Linked DNA regions of Mus musculus: regions 2 and 3 are each linked to region 1. A link is a contact called in public Hi-C data. All regions are on one chromosome and are shown on one strand. Each heading gives the region's core, a stretch centred on a gene start, on an enhancer-like site or on the middle of the called end of the contact. The rest is flanking DNA. Distances are from core to core; before and after follow the strand shown.

Evidence for each region. A called contact is a pair of places that touch in the nucleus more often than the background predicts.
Region 2: a Hi-C map of the N1E-115 cell line shows a contact between it and region 1, with 7 times the contacts expected there. The contact joins two enhancer-like sites. A contact is called at or near these places in 2 of 39 promoter capture datasets (cranial neural crest and pre-B cells), 1 of 15 datasets of contacts at CTCF or cohesin (large pre-B cells), 9 of 484 Hi-C or Micro-C datasets (the N1E-115 cell line, embryonic stem cells, liver and 2 more), 3 of 115 datasets of contacts at active chromatin or transcription factors (cardiomyocytes, embryonic basal ganglia and embryonic stem cells) and 1 of 9 other capture datasets (embryonic stem cells).
Region 3: a Hi-C map of the N1E-115 cell line shows a contact between it and region 1, with 7 times the contacts expected there. The contact joins two enhancer-like sites. A contact is called at or near these places in 8 of 39 promoter capture datasets (the HPC-7 cell line, cranial neural crest, embryonic stem cells and 5 more), 1 of 15 datasets of contacts at CTCF or cohesin (the NIH/3T3 cell line), 3 of 484 Hi-C or Micro-C datasets (the N1E-115 cell line, cerebellar granule neurons and embryonic stem cells) and 2 of 115 datasets of contacts at active chromatin or transcription factors (astrocytes and embryonic basal ganglia).

Annotation. Positions count from the first base shown.
Region 1 is chr2:169,059,766-169,063,572 of GRCm38.p6, forward strand. No RefSeq gene overlaps it. Among named protein-coding and RNA genes, the nearest start is that of Gm52536, 18 kb to the right of the region's middle. Within about 2 kb of position 1,961, at least 14 of the 459 cell types and tissues checked have an H3K27ac peak or open chromatin away from gene starts, as enhancers often do. A contact at or near this core is called in the N1E-115 cell line, where this site is marked.
Region 2 is chr2:169,749,197-169,753,096 of GRCm38.p6, forward strand. The region is part of intron 1 of Tshz2 (teashirt zinc finger family member 2); the gene reads left to right. Among named protein-coding and RNA genes, the nearest start is that of Gm34344, 84 kb to the left of the region's middle. Within about 2 kb of position 2,090, at least 44 of the 459 cell types and tissues checked have an H3K27ac peak or open chromatin away from gene starts, as enhancers often do. A contact at or near this core is called in the N1E-115 cell line, where this site is marked.
Region 3 is chr2:169,995,069-169,999,353 of GRCm38.p6, forward strand. It overlaps a transcript of Tshz2 not described here. Among named protein-coding and RNA genes, the nearest start is that of AY702102, 34 kb to the left of the region's middle. Within about 2 kb of position 1,628, at least 28 of the 459 cell types and tissues checked have an H3K27ac peak or open chromatin away from gene starts, as enhancers often do. A contact at or near this core is called in the N1E-115 cell line, where this site is marked.

The DNA of each region.
Region 1 (3,807 bases), core at 711-3,210:
AACTGCTATGCCATCCTCCAGCCCCAAGACTAGCTTTAAATCCTACACTATACTTTCTATATCACAAATGTTCTTGCTTGGTCCAGCATAGGAATCTTCCCTATGGGGGGAAAAAACCTCCAAACATTAGAATGAGCATATATGAATTATACAAATAGTTAATTAGCATATATTAATTATATATAATAGTTGGTCTCATAATATTTTCATACATGTGCATAGTGTTTTTTCATCATGTTTACCCATTACCCTGTCATGGCTCCTCCCATTCTTGCTGATCTCTTCTAACACAATCCCTTCTACTTGTGTGTGTGTGTGTGTGTGTGTGTGTGTATGCATGTGTGTTTATATGTGTATGTGTGTGCATATGTTTATGTGGGTGCATGTATGTGTGTTTCTATGTGTGTGTATGTGTATGCACATGTGTATGTGGGTGCATGTATGTGTGTGTACATGTTTATGTGTGCTTCTACATGTGTCTGTATGTGTGTTTCTATGTGTGTGTGTATGTGTGTCTCCTAATGACTTGATTTGGCTTGCTAACTTGCAGGCTGGGAGAGGGGTTGCTGACAGACACACAGCAACTTAGCAGAGGCTGTACCAATGAAGAAAATAATGGTCTCCATCCTCTGGATTCATTCGGAGGATGTAGGTGTCTCTAGGATGTGAAGTTTTTCTGTTTCTTTTGGAGGAGAGGAGGGTGAGGCCCAGGAAGTGCCTTGCTTAGGGTCACAATCTGGTGCTGTTCGAGGAAGGAAGGAGAGGAGACTTGCCTCAGGTCTGCGCAGGTACGCATCCTCTGGGAGCCCCTCCCGGAGGCAGGGCTGGCCAGGGAGACGCTGGACTGTTCCAAGTGTCAGAGAAAAGCGTTGCCTGCTTGCTTCCGCACGTGCTACTTCCCGAGAAGGTGTTCCATCAACAGAAATGCTGATTCTCTGGCTTTCTCACGCTAAATTTAGAAATGACATTTGCATTTCCGCAGATCCACAGCACCGGCTTAGAAACAGTTCCCAGAGCCGGGGCCAAGTGAATAGTTTCCCTTTCTTGGCTGTGGGGAATTAGCAAAAATTAGGATGTGCCTGTAACAGGGTAGATGAAGACAGTTGAAAATAGTAAATGCATCCTTTTTAGGAGGTAAAAATCAGTTGTACCTCCAGTTAAATGCAGGGGTTCCAGCCAAATTTCTTCCCTCGATCCCTAACTCTGCCCCTCCCTCTTCCCTCCTCAGTGTCCATCTTCTTTTGTGTGTGTGTGTGTGTGTGGGGGGGCTTGTTAATTTTGAATATCAAAGTTTTTTAAAAATTTTATTTATTTATTGTGTGCATGCTTGTGTGTGCGTGTGTATGTGTATGCACATGTGAGTGTATATGTGTGTGTGCATGTGCCTGTGTATGTATGTGTGTGTGCATGTGTGTGCATGTACCTGTGTGTGTGCCTGTGCCTGTGTGTATGTGTGTGTGTGCACATGTGTATGTGTGTGTGTGTGTGATGCGCAAATATGCACAAACACACAGGCCACAGGGTGCTATGGAGGTCAGAGGACAAATTGCAGGCATGGGTTCTTTTCTTCATCTGGGCTCCAGGGGTAGAACCTAGGCCATCAGGCTTGGTGGCAAGCACCCTTTGCCCTCTGAGCCATCTCGCTGGTCCCAAACCTGACCATTTCTTATACCTTATTGGCAGCTCAAGATCTGAGGGAAGTTCCTGTTAGACTGCAACTCACCCGTTCTGCCTGCAGTTCCTGTGCACTTCTTAGTCCGTTTGATGGAGTTCAAACATTTGAAGAATTACACTGACTTTTTCCGTCTTGGCAGAGTTCTCCCAGCTATTGAGCAAAGGAACAAACAGCTTGTTTCCTGGTCAAGAGGGCGGGAAGCTGTCAACTCCCATCTGTCTCAGGGGTTGATCTACTTTTGGTGGTAATGTTCTACCGTTTCCCGGAGTCTATAAAATCATGAGCACATGTCACCACAAGAGGGCAGTGTGCGCTCTCTCCAGGAGCCCGTACAAATCCTGCCTTTCCCGCGGTGGGTAAAAGGATTTGTCTGGCAAAGGGCAAACCCATTAGGCATCAACATCCTGCATTTTCTTGCTGTTGCTTGTCATCATGGAAGCAATGATTGGAAAGTCCTGATTACCCGCACGATCTCCTAGACAGCGCACGTCTCTAAGCGCTTGCTTTCCAACGTACTGCTTTTGATTTTCACCTGTGCTACCCACGGAACGGGGGACCTAGGGGCACTTTCCCTGCTGCTGTTGGGAGAGCCTGTCTTATCTCTGTGGAGGTTCTCATCTGCGTGGGGGGCTGGTCCCGAGGTACCAGGAATGTGTTTAACAAGACAGCAATAGCTAAAGTTTTTAAAAGAGCCTTCATTCGTCTCTTGCAGGGGCTGCTGGTGGGGGATGTCATTATTAGTGCAAAATGTTCTGGAAAGTTCTCGATGATAATAACCTAAGGCAAGCATACATGAAGAATCAGTGAATTACGTTTTCAGTCCTTTTTTTTTCTTTAACCGACATGCCAAAAAAGTAAGATTTTTTTTTTTGATTTCATAAGCAAAGCCCAGAGGTGACATTTGTACAGTTGAAATATGGCCTACTGTGACTCCGTAGAATCTCATCAATAGATCTCTTTGCCAGATGGACCTGGGACTGGCAAAATCACCATCATGTCAGTGTTTCAGCTTGCGTTTGACTGGGTGTGAGGCAGTGAAGTGAGGGTCTGGGGCAAAGACCCTCTTTGCTTTCTCTTTTTATACAAAAATTCAGCAAATCAATTGTTGGCTTTAGACCTGCAGGGCAGAGTCTCCGTGTAGGCTGCTGTGTGACTTTCTGCTGAAGGTGAGGCCAGAGGCTCTCTGGAGGGCAGTGAGGATTGGTGGGCCAATGTGGATGTTCTAAGATGAGGGATCATCACTGGGTAGCCGCGAAGGTCAGGGAGAGCAGCCGATGCTGCCACTGGGGAGAGAGGTAGAACGTTCCAGAAAGATGGTGCTGGGTCCGTTAGGTCTTGATCGCTGGTGTCTGGCAATGACAGACAGAAAGATTTTCCCCAACAGAAACAGAGCAAATGAGGTTACAAATACATCCATGCACTGATGGCCAGGGATTCAAGCACTACATGCCTCCTGGGCTGGTACCTCACAGGCTGCAGAAAACCCATGATGTCACACCCCAGCAGGGAAGCCGGGAAGGTGAGATTTGTGACCCTTGGCACTCAGTCGGGGACAGTCATGCTCCTAGGAGACGTTATTTTTATTCAGGAGAGAAGGGCTTGTGGCACCTAGGGACGAGAAGAATCCCTGGCTTGATGGAGAAGAACTCTGTTACCACACGCCAGCAAGACAGGGTGAGAAGCCCAGAGAGACTTGCTCAGGAGGGAGAAAGAGAAGGGGAAGGGGGAACTTAGGGAGCTATGCACTAAGTTCTGGGGACCCACTGAGTGTGTGACAAGAGAGGAGGTCTAGATGAGGTGGCAGAGTGAACTCTTCGTGGTTCCAGCAGACCTGCCAGGAGTTTGAGATTGGGCCTTGCTGGCCCCATGTGGGTACCTTCCTCCCTCCCTCCCTCCGTCCCTCCCTCCTTCCCTTCCTCCTATGCTCACACAGCTTCCAGGCAGTAGGCAGATGGCTCAGCTGGTGGAGAGTGTGCTGTAGAAGCACAGGACCCCGAGTTCAATCCTCAGAACCCACACTGTAACAAGTCAGACGCTCTTGACATCCCAGCGCTTGGAAGGCAGAGACAAGAGGATCCAGGCCACAGGCTGAGCATAGAAACAGAGATGCTCCCTTGTGGAGAGTTGTCTCT
Region 2 (3,900 bases), core at 840-3,339, 690 kb after region 1:
TATACAATGTTTTTACATGTAAAACTATGATATAACAGACGCCTATATAAAATTTGCTTATACAACATAAGGAGCAATCAAAATGTTATCATGTGTAACCAGTCTACAGGATTCAGAGCCATTCTCTTCCGTTCTTTTTTTTTTTCCTTCCGTTCTTCATTCGTTATCCGACTGCTTTAGTTTGTGCCTACTTTTTCTACCGTGTCAGCAATTTGTAATTCAACCATGAAACGAGCAGTCTCGGGCACTGTTTTGAAGTTAATAAAAGTGTAAATGACTAATGTGTAGGACGGACCGTTTCTCTGCCCCACCGGAATCCAGCTTGTGACACTGCTCAACAGAGATGAACTGTCTCCAGCCAGTTAGCCACCCTAAAAAAAAAAAAAAAAAAAATTAGGTAGGAAGTCAGAGGGCGGGACTTCCTGCTTTGTTCCTTCCGCATCTCTAGAACATTCGATTATCATGTTTTGATTTTTAAAAGGAAGTGGAGTTCCTAGGCAAGAGAGTGACAGCAAGTTTAAGGGGATTTATTGTTGGCTTCTTCTCCCTTATCTATCCCAAGCGCCCCTTGATTTATGGGGTTTATCCTATAGCTCAAGAACAGGGGTTGTTAGTGGGCGGAAGAATGCAGTTCTGGGGCCAAGGTTGTGGTTTGCTGTGTCCTTGAATGGTTACAGTTCTCTCTCTTAATATATTTTCTTACCTTTCGGTTTCAGCACGATCTGATTGCCAGGAAGGCTTTGCCTGTGTGTTGGGACCACTTCCAAATGCCACCTTGTGATCTTACAAATAAATCTAGTTTCAGTGAAAGAAAAATGGAAGGGGGCTCACCTTCTCTGTTGACAAAATATCAACAGGGACACAGGAGCACCTGAAGATGCAGTCAGGTCCTGTGAGGTGGGGCAAGGTAGGGGCTAGGGAGTTGCCTCCCACTAAAGTGAGATTTTCTCATGGGGTTTCTGTGAAGATCTCAACTCCCACTTGAGCCCCGAAATCACTAAACCCAGCTGTTTCTCCCCCCCCCCATGGCTGTGGGAGTCCTCTGCAGCTCTCTTGTATTAGATACACTCCCAGGTTCCAAGTTAGGCTTGATCACCTCCTTCAAGAAACATCCCACAGTCTCTCACATCGAAAACATAATCATCAGAATTTGATGGTTGAATTTCTTCCTGATATTCTTCACTTATTGCAGGTTTTTTGTCTTGTTTTGTTTTCTATTCCTGTCCCTACTTGTCTATAGATGAGTATAATAATGGAAGGAATCTGCCTCCAAGACTCCACCGATTGCCTAGTGGCTAAGTGTGCACTCAGTGCCTGGTGCTGGCCTTAGACCACTGTGTGGCTGGCTTTGGGGAAAGCTGTTAAGTCCACAAGATGGCTAACTTTGAGACTTATGGAGATGTGTGTCCTTGCTGAGACCCCACAGAAAGTAGATGATTCAACCTGGCATGCAGGCATGGAGATCTGACCCCTGTCCCTGCCCTGCTAACCTATTTGCAATCTCTTGGCTTTCGTGTCGAAAGACCTAAAGGCCTTGGCCTTCCCATTTGCTGATGCATTGCCAGACGGTCCCAAGCCACCTGTCATTTTGCCAAAGTCTAAATCCCCTGCCGGTCTCAGTTTTCTCTCCCTGGTAACATTCAGAGCTCATGTTGCATTAAATGGTTAAAGGGGGGGCGAAATGCATGTCACTAAACTCGTCAATGACAGAGTCGAGTTAGAATTAGGAAATTCTAGCACGGGATAATGCTTTTTGGCAAGATCTCATCTGAGCAGGAAGCCTGAACTGGAGAAGGTATGCAACCAGAGAGTGAGGGGCATCTGTTTGTCTTCAGTTCCTCTGACAGCCAGGATGGCTTGTTTGTGTCAGTATTCTCTGGGATGGTAAATGTGATCTCACAGAAAGGTCAAAGTCCACCAGACCTTTCTGCCTGCTCGGGGGCCCACCCCAGGCCTCTTCTCTCCTGCCCCCTGGTCCCTTCTAAATTAAATCACATTCCACTGCCTGTTGTTGGATAATGTCTGGACAAAATACTTTTGCACACACTCCTTGCTTAAGGCAAAGCGACTGGAACAGAGTGCAGCTGGCTATGGGCCATGGACTAATTGCTTTATGCCCATTTCCCCTCGCCAGAGGCACACCCAGCATTGAGGAATCCATGGCCATTTCCCAAGTCTTTTTCAGGTCTCTGACAATCAGTGGAACATTCACTGGGGTGGGGGAACCACCTGGATTGGGCGGGCGGGGGGAGCTACCTCTCCATAGGCGTCGGCACCTTTCCACTTGGGCTGTTTAATCTCCTGCTATTTTGATCCTAGTGATCTGGGTTTTTAATTTCCTGTAATCCAGAAAGGAATGTGTTCTCTTCCTTAACGACATCTGTGGGATCTGCCTTTCTTGTTCCAGACGAATCCTAACAGAGATGTTTTCGTCAATGACTGGATATTTTATTAGAAATCCAGAGATTCCCGTTAACTCGAATTATTTTCGTGGCTCTGATCAACCTTCAGCTTAATAATTCATGATGTTTAATAACCTGTTCAGATCATTGCCAAAATTATTGATTTAATAATATTTGGTTATTAAGAGTGGAAGATGAGGAGGGGTTTCTTATCACTACATCAAGTTCTGTCTTATTACCTTGCAATTCTTGAGGAGAGCCGATAATCATAGAGACCTTTAATATCTTGTCATTTTTCTTGGTAAAAGCTGGGAAATAGTTCTGAGTTTTTAAATAGGATTTGCCTTCACTTTTATTTCCATATTTTGGAGGCAGGGGGTTTTCCTGATGTTTTGAGCTACGGTCTCGTTATGCAGCCCAACTGACCCTGACCTTAAAACCCTCCTGCGTCCTCCTCACACCAGCTCGCTGGGTGATAGGCCTACGTAGCACAACTGCCTGCTCTCTTCATTCTTGAGCTTCAAAGGTTACAATGAAGACATCCAATCAACCTAATGAGTAATGACTGAAACACTCCCCAAGAGTTTTGGAGACACCATGCAAGCTCAGCCCCAAGTCCCTGCGGTTTCTCCGGCAGATTCCAGCGGACTCCCCTCTTCTCCTTTTAAAATCATCTTTAATTGAATCGTATTGTGATTACTTCCGCGGTTTCCCTTCTGGGAACACACTTTACAATCTGAAATTAGAATGGAGCTGGAAAATTCATCACCAACTTGTTTTGGCAATGCGGAGTTTCGGACCTCTTCCTCCTAGGACCTCCTTCAGAAGTCAGAGCTGTGACTGGGCCAGGCGGAGATCAGTGTTTCCTCTCACTTGAAAAATAAGTAAAAACCAAATGTATGGACTTTAAAATAACCCATTTAAAGACTAACCTTGATGCTGCACACATTTCAGTTCAACATTCCTAATGCAGAGGCAGGGGGATCTCTGTGAGTTTGAGATCAGCCTGGTTTACATCATGAGTCCCAGACTCCTAACCAGGACTTCGTTGTGAGACCCGGTCTCCAGATAAATTAATTAAAATGATGTCTTTAAGAACTTCATTTGCAAGTTGCCCTTATTGTTGTTAGAATATCCTTATCCGGGCCTCTTTCTGCACTAACAACTACATCTTCAGGCAATGTTCCAAGTGGAACCCTCTTTATCCCCAATTTTATTCAAGGCCTAATGGTGTTATGGCACATGTCCAAAACTTAACCTGTCAGGCAGTGAGAAACTTCCTCGTAGCACTGTGTCTCAATAGAAACTGACTTCCTGCATTGGAGATAAAGGATGATATGATACAGCCTGGGTTTAGGAGATCCTTAGAATTCCCCTACCCAGGGTTCTTTGTGTTCCAAGCATGCTGGGAATGTGCCTTGCCATGAGTGGATCCTTTTGTCTACTCAATGTCAAGGACAAGAGAAGGAATTCCTTCATAAACACATGGATGGGAACC
Region 3 (4,285 bases), core at 378-2,877, 930 kb after region 1:
GCAAAAGGCTCCATGGTAGGAAAAATGAGTAAATTGTATGCCCGAACCAGGAACGGCTTTTCCAGAATACAAACTCTGGCCTGTGTATACATAGCTGCCTTCATCTTTCGGCCTGTGATCATTCCTTTCCTGGAACTGCATTAAGTCTAGAAGAAAACACCTTAGTCTGTAGAGTTGTGGTACACTGAAAGGTGATCTTCGTTGCTCTCCACTCTCAAGGGACCTCCCGCCATTTCCTACCTGGAGCTGTGGTGTCCCCGCAAGCTCACAGCTGTCCTATCGCCTGGTCTTTTCTTCCTGCCCTGACATCGGCTGGGTCATCACCATTCCCAATCCATAGTTGCCACCAAGCCTCTCCTGATCTCCTACGGGCTCTCTTCTCTTCTCCAGTGAATTCCGTCCTCTCCCTGGAAACTGGGGAAACTGTTGCTTCTTCCAGAAGCCATTCTAGAGCTGTGTGGATCAGGACAAGACAGAGGACCAAGGGGCTTTCTGCAGCCACAGGCTGTCCATCTCCCTTGAGTCTGCAGTTGCTTCGAGAAAACCCCTGTCCCCTACCTAACCCTAACGCACCACGGCTGGGCTGCGAGCTGAATCGGAGTCCGTTCTCCTGGCCCACCCCAGCAGCCCACACTCTCGCCCCAACAGCCCACACTCTCCTTCTCCTGAGTCACTTCTTCCTCACCAAATCAGATGCTTTAACCACCTCAGGCCGGCGCCCGGACTTTGAGCAAGGATAGAGATTGGCTCAGATAACACTGTGTGTCCCCGATTTGTGGCCTTTGGCTTTCCAAAGCCTCCCTCATTACTTTCCATCCAGACACAGAACAGTTAAAGCGGACAGATAACCAGGGGAGGGGCCGCGAAGGACAAGCAGTGCGCCTGTCAAGGTGTCACCCCAGCACACGGATCAGAGCCACCGAGAGCCTGCAGAGCAGTGGGAAGGAAGGTCTGGCTAGACAGAAATGAGAAGGCTCAGCAGAGTGGAAGCAAACCGCTCCTCTTGGGGCCCTGCAGGCATCCCCTGGCTCCCTTGGGTATCAATTTCCTGCCTGGATTCCTTCCATCAATTCCTCAGGGACACAAGCCATAGAGTCGCAGAGATTAGTAGTCTCTCTCTGCGACTCCAGACTCAGAGAGAAGTCGTGAGGGAGAGCGCGGGCACCTGGCTTCTGTGTGAGGCAGGACTGTGAGCTCAGGTGAGTCCCGGCTTCTCTCTCTGCCTCGCTGTCTCCCTCCGCAGAGCGGGCTGCAGGTCCCTTCCTCATACTCTGTGAGAAGCACAATGAGGTATCAGGCATCGTTTTTGATTAGCAGCAAGTAGTCAGGATAAACACAGCCTCAACCCTGAAACACACTGCAGAAGTTCTGTGGGAATAATTCAATCTGTGCCTTTTGTTTTTATGATGGTTTGATTACTGCTTTAAAAAGGAAAAAAAAAAGAAAAAAAAAAAAAAAAAAGCCCAGAGCTCAGTGCCCGACTGTTCCTCGGTCTCCCGTTTATTTAGCCTTCCTGATCTCTTAGATTCTGGAACGGTGCCATGATAAGCAGGGAGCTTAATACAAGTTCAGGACATCACCAAATCTGATATCTGCCATTTGAAGCTTTCCCAGAACACTCCTCTGGGTGACATGTGACCTCCACCCTGGGCTCTGCCTTGTCCGGCTTTCGCTGTCTTGAAAGCTTGGTAACATCAGAACTGTGGCCCCAGCAGACCTCCAGAGGGGGAAAAAAGATGACCTTAGCCAGGAGGAGGTGTAAGAGCTAACCAAATCCCCCCTAGGGGCTGTGAGAGGCGAGGGTTTCCTCCAGAAACACAGGAAAATTTATGTGAGGAATACACAGTTGGAAGAGCCAGGGTCTGACTCCTGCTTACAGACAAATAGCAGGAAGGGACAACAGGGAGAGAAAGGAAGACATTCATTACTGGAGGCGAGGGACCTGGGCGGGTGGCGGGGTAGGGGTGGCTCTGGGAAGAGAGAGGAGCTCAAATGTGAAGTTTCAGAGTTGCTCCGGGAATCCTGACTTGCTGACACATCTATTTAAATTAGACTGGGATTTTAATACAACACCTTCAATAATTTTGTCGAAGGGAGAGACGTGGCGAGGCACGCATTTTCTTTCACTCTGGCATCTCTTTTGCGAGCAGTGTTTCTGGGTTGAGCTCTTGAAGACATGTCAGTTGCCTCTCGGACAAACTAGATCTGGTTTTCACTAATTGCCAGCTGTGTGACTTCAGCGAGGAGCCTTGACTTCTCTGGATCCTCACTCAATTGTTTAAAAGCACCACAATGCCTGCTTCCGTCAGTTTTAAGTAAAAATGCTCCTGGAGCAGACTCAAGATGCAGTACCTCGTGTGAGCCCTGTGGTACCCGCATTAATTAGCGTCTTCCCTTCATCTAATCTTTTTAGACATAAGCTGAGAATACAGCCAAACCTGCAATTAAATGATGGGCCATTTTCTCGTTTGTGAAAATAAAAGACTCAGCCAGATCTAGACACACAAGGAACATATTCCCTGAGTAAGAAGAAAATGGAGACCGGAAACAGAGAGCAGATAAGCCTTTCTTGAAAGGGATTTTTATCGCTTTGGAATGTCACATCATTAGCGTTTGATATTTCATGGCTTCTCAGAAATGGAAAATAAAGGAGAACTCGGGAGTCAGCATCTCACTGACTAAGTGGAGGGGAAAGGGGCTGATTACAGTGGTGGTGTGTGTCCCTCAGGCCCCTGGGTACAGCGGGGGCGGGGGCGGGGGGGGGGGGTGGAGAAGGGTGACCCACACCGGGCCTGGGCCGTTAGGGAGATCAGACCCACTCTCTATCTTTGGGGTGTTGGACCTCCTCCCTGCTGCTAGAGAGCACACAGATGCCAGTTTTAACATGTTTATGTTTTTTATCTATTAATATTTGTGAGTATGGAGGTCAAAGGGCAACTTTGTGGACCCGGTTCTCTCTTTGCAACTTTCTGTGGAATCACTGAACTTGGGTCTCCAGGCTCTTGTGAGCCGGTGCCTTCACCGGCGGCGGAGGCGGCGGAGCCACCTTGACAATTCCTTTGTTTACATCTTACCTGATACATAAATCTTGTGTATATTTGTGGGCACAGGGTGACATTATGAGGTATGTATACAACATGTAATGATCAAACCAAGGTGTAATTAGCATTTCTGACAGAGACATTTTTCAGTCCCCCGTGAGACCGCAAGTTTAAATCCGAGGTTCCGGAACACTGTTCTACCTCGTTAGGTACCGCCAGTCCATTCCTTGGTGCTATGTCACTCTGCAGGTACTGAACTTGGTAGAGAGAAACAGAAAAAACAAGGCCCTCCCTGGACAACGGCTTGGAGAGCCTTGGAATCACAAAGCAAACCCCTGGGGAAGCCTAGAACTGAGTAGCAAGCAGGACTCTGGGCCAAGGAGGAAAGGAAAGCAGGGGCCAGAAAACAGAGAGGACACTGCACCTCCTCCCCAGGCAAGGACCCAGCTCCATCTTCCAGGGGGCGTTTTGACCCACAGGGTTAAGTGGCCTCACAGTGAGCCTGCCTCCCACACTAAGGTCCGGACCCCAGTCCCCTATGTAAAGGGAGCCCACTGCAAGCATCTTAATGTGGCCTGACCATTTCTGCCACCATGACAAGACTGTATTTATGTAACAAGCTCCGCTGCTGTATTTTAGAGGTCCTGTTTAGAAACACACAGAGAGAGGGCAAGCGGGAGAATAAATATGGAAATCAATGGGGGGAAAAATTCCTGGCTCTTGCACCAGCTTCCTGGGGGAATTTTCCTGTGTGTTCTTTTTGCTTCCACTCAGTGAAATGACTGCTAGTCATTAAGGGAATCTGTGAGGAGCTCACAGTACAGGAACTGTACACCGGGGCTCCCGTCCTCATTTGCATATCCCAGTTTTTGATTGGCAGCTGTACATGAAATGCCATATCAGTTGAAAGTATGTTGTGAGCTGGCACTAATGATCCCATGGCTCCAGGGAAGCCTGCCATATTGTAATTTGGCTATCAGGCATGAAAGAAATAATTCTAAGTGCCAGGAATGCAAGCCTGAATAAATGTTTCACCGCTGCAGGTTGCCAAGGGTGACACTTCCGATTTAGTATAAACGAATGCCCCGTTGCCTTTGGGATACCCGGAGTTTGCATTGTATCTGAGCTGTGTATATAAAACGTTAGTCTAAGAAAATGGCTTCAGTGTGAGATGGGAAACAGAGACCTGCTCCCAGAAGGCGGTGGAATGTTTCCGAGAAACCGCTGGATAGAAGGATTTCGCT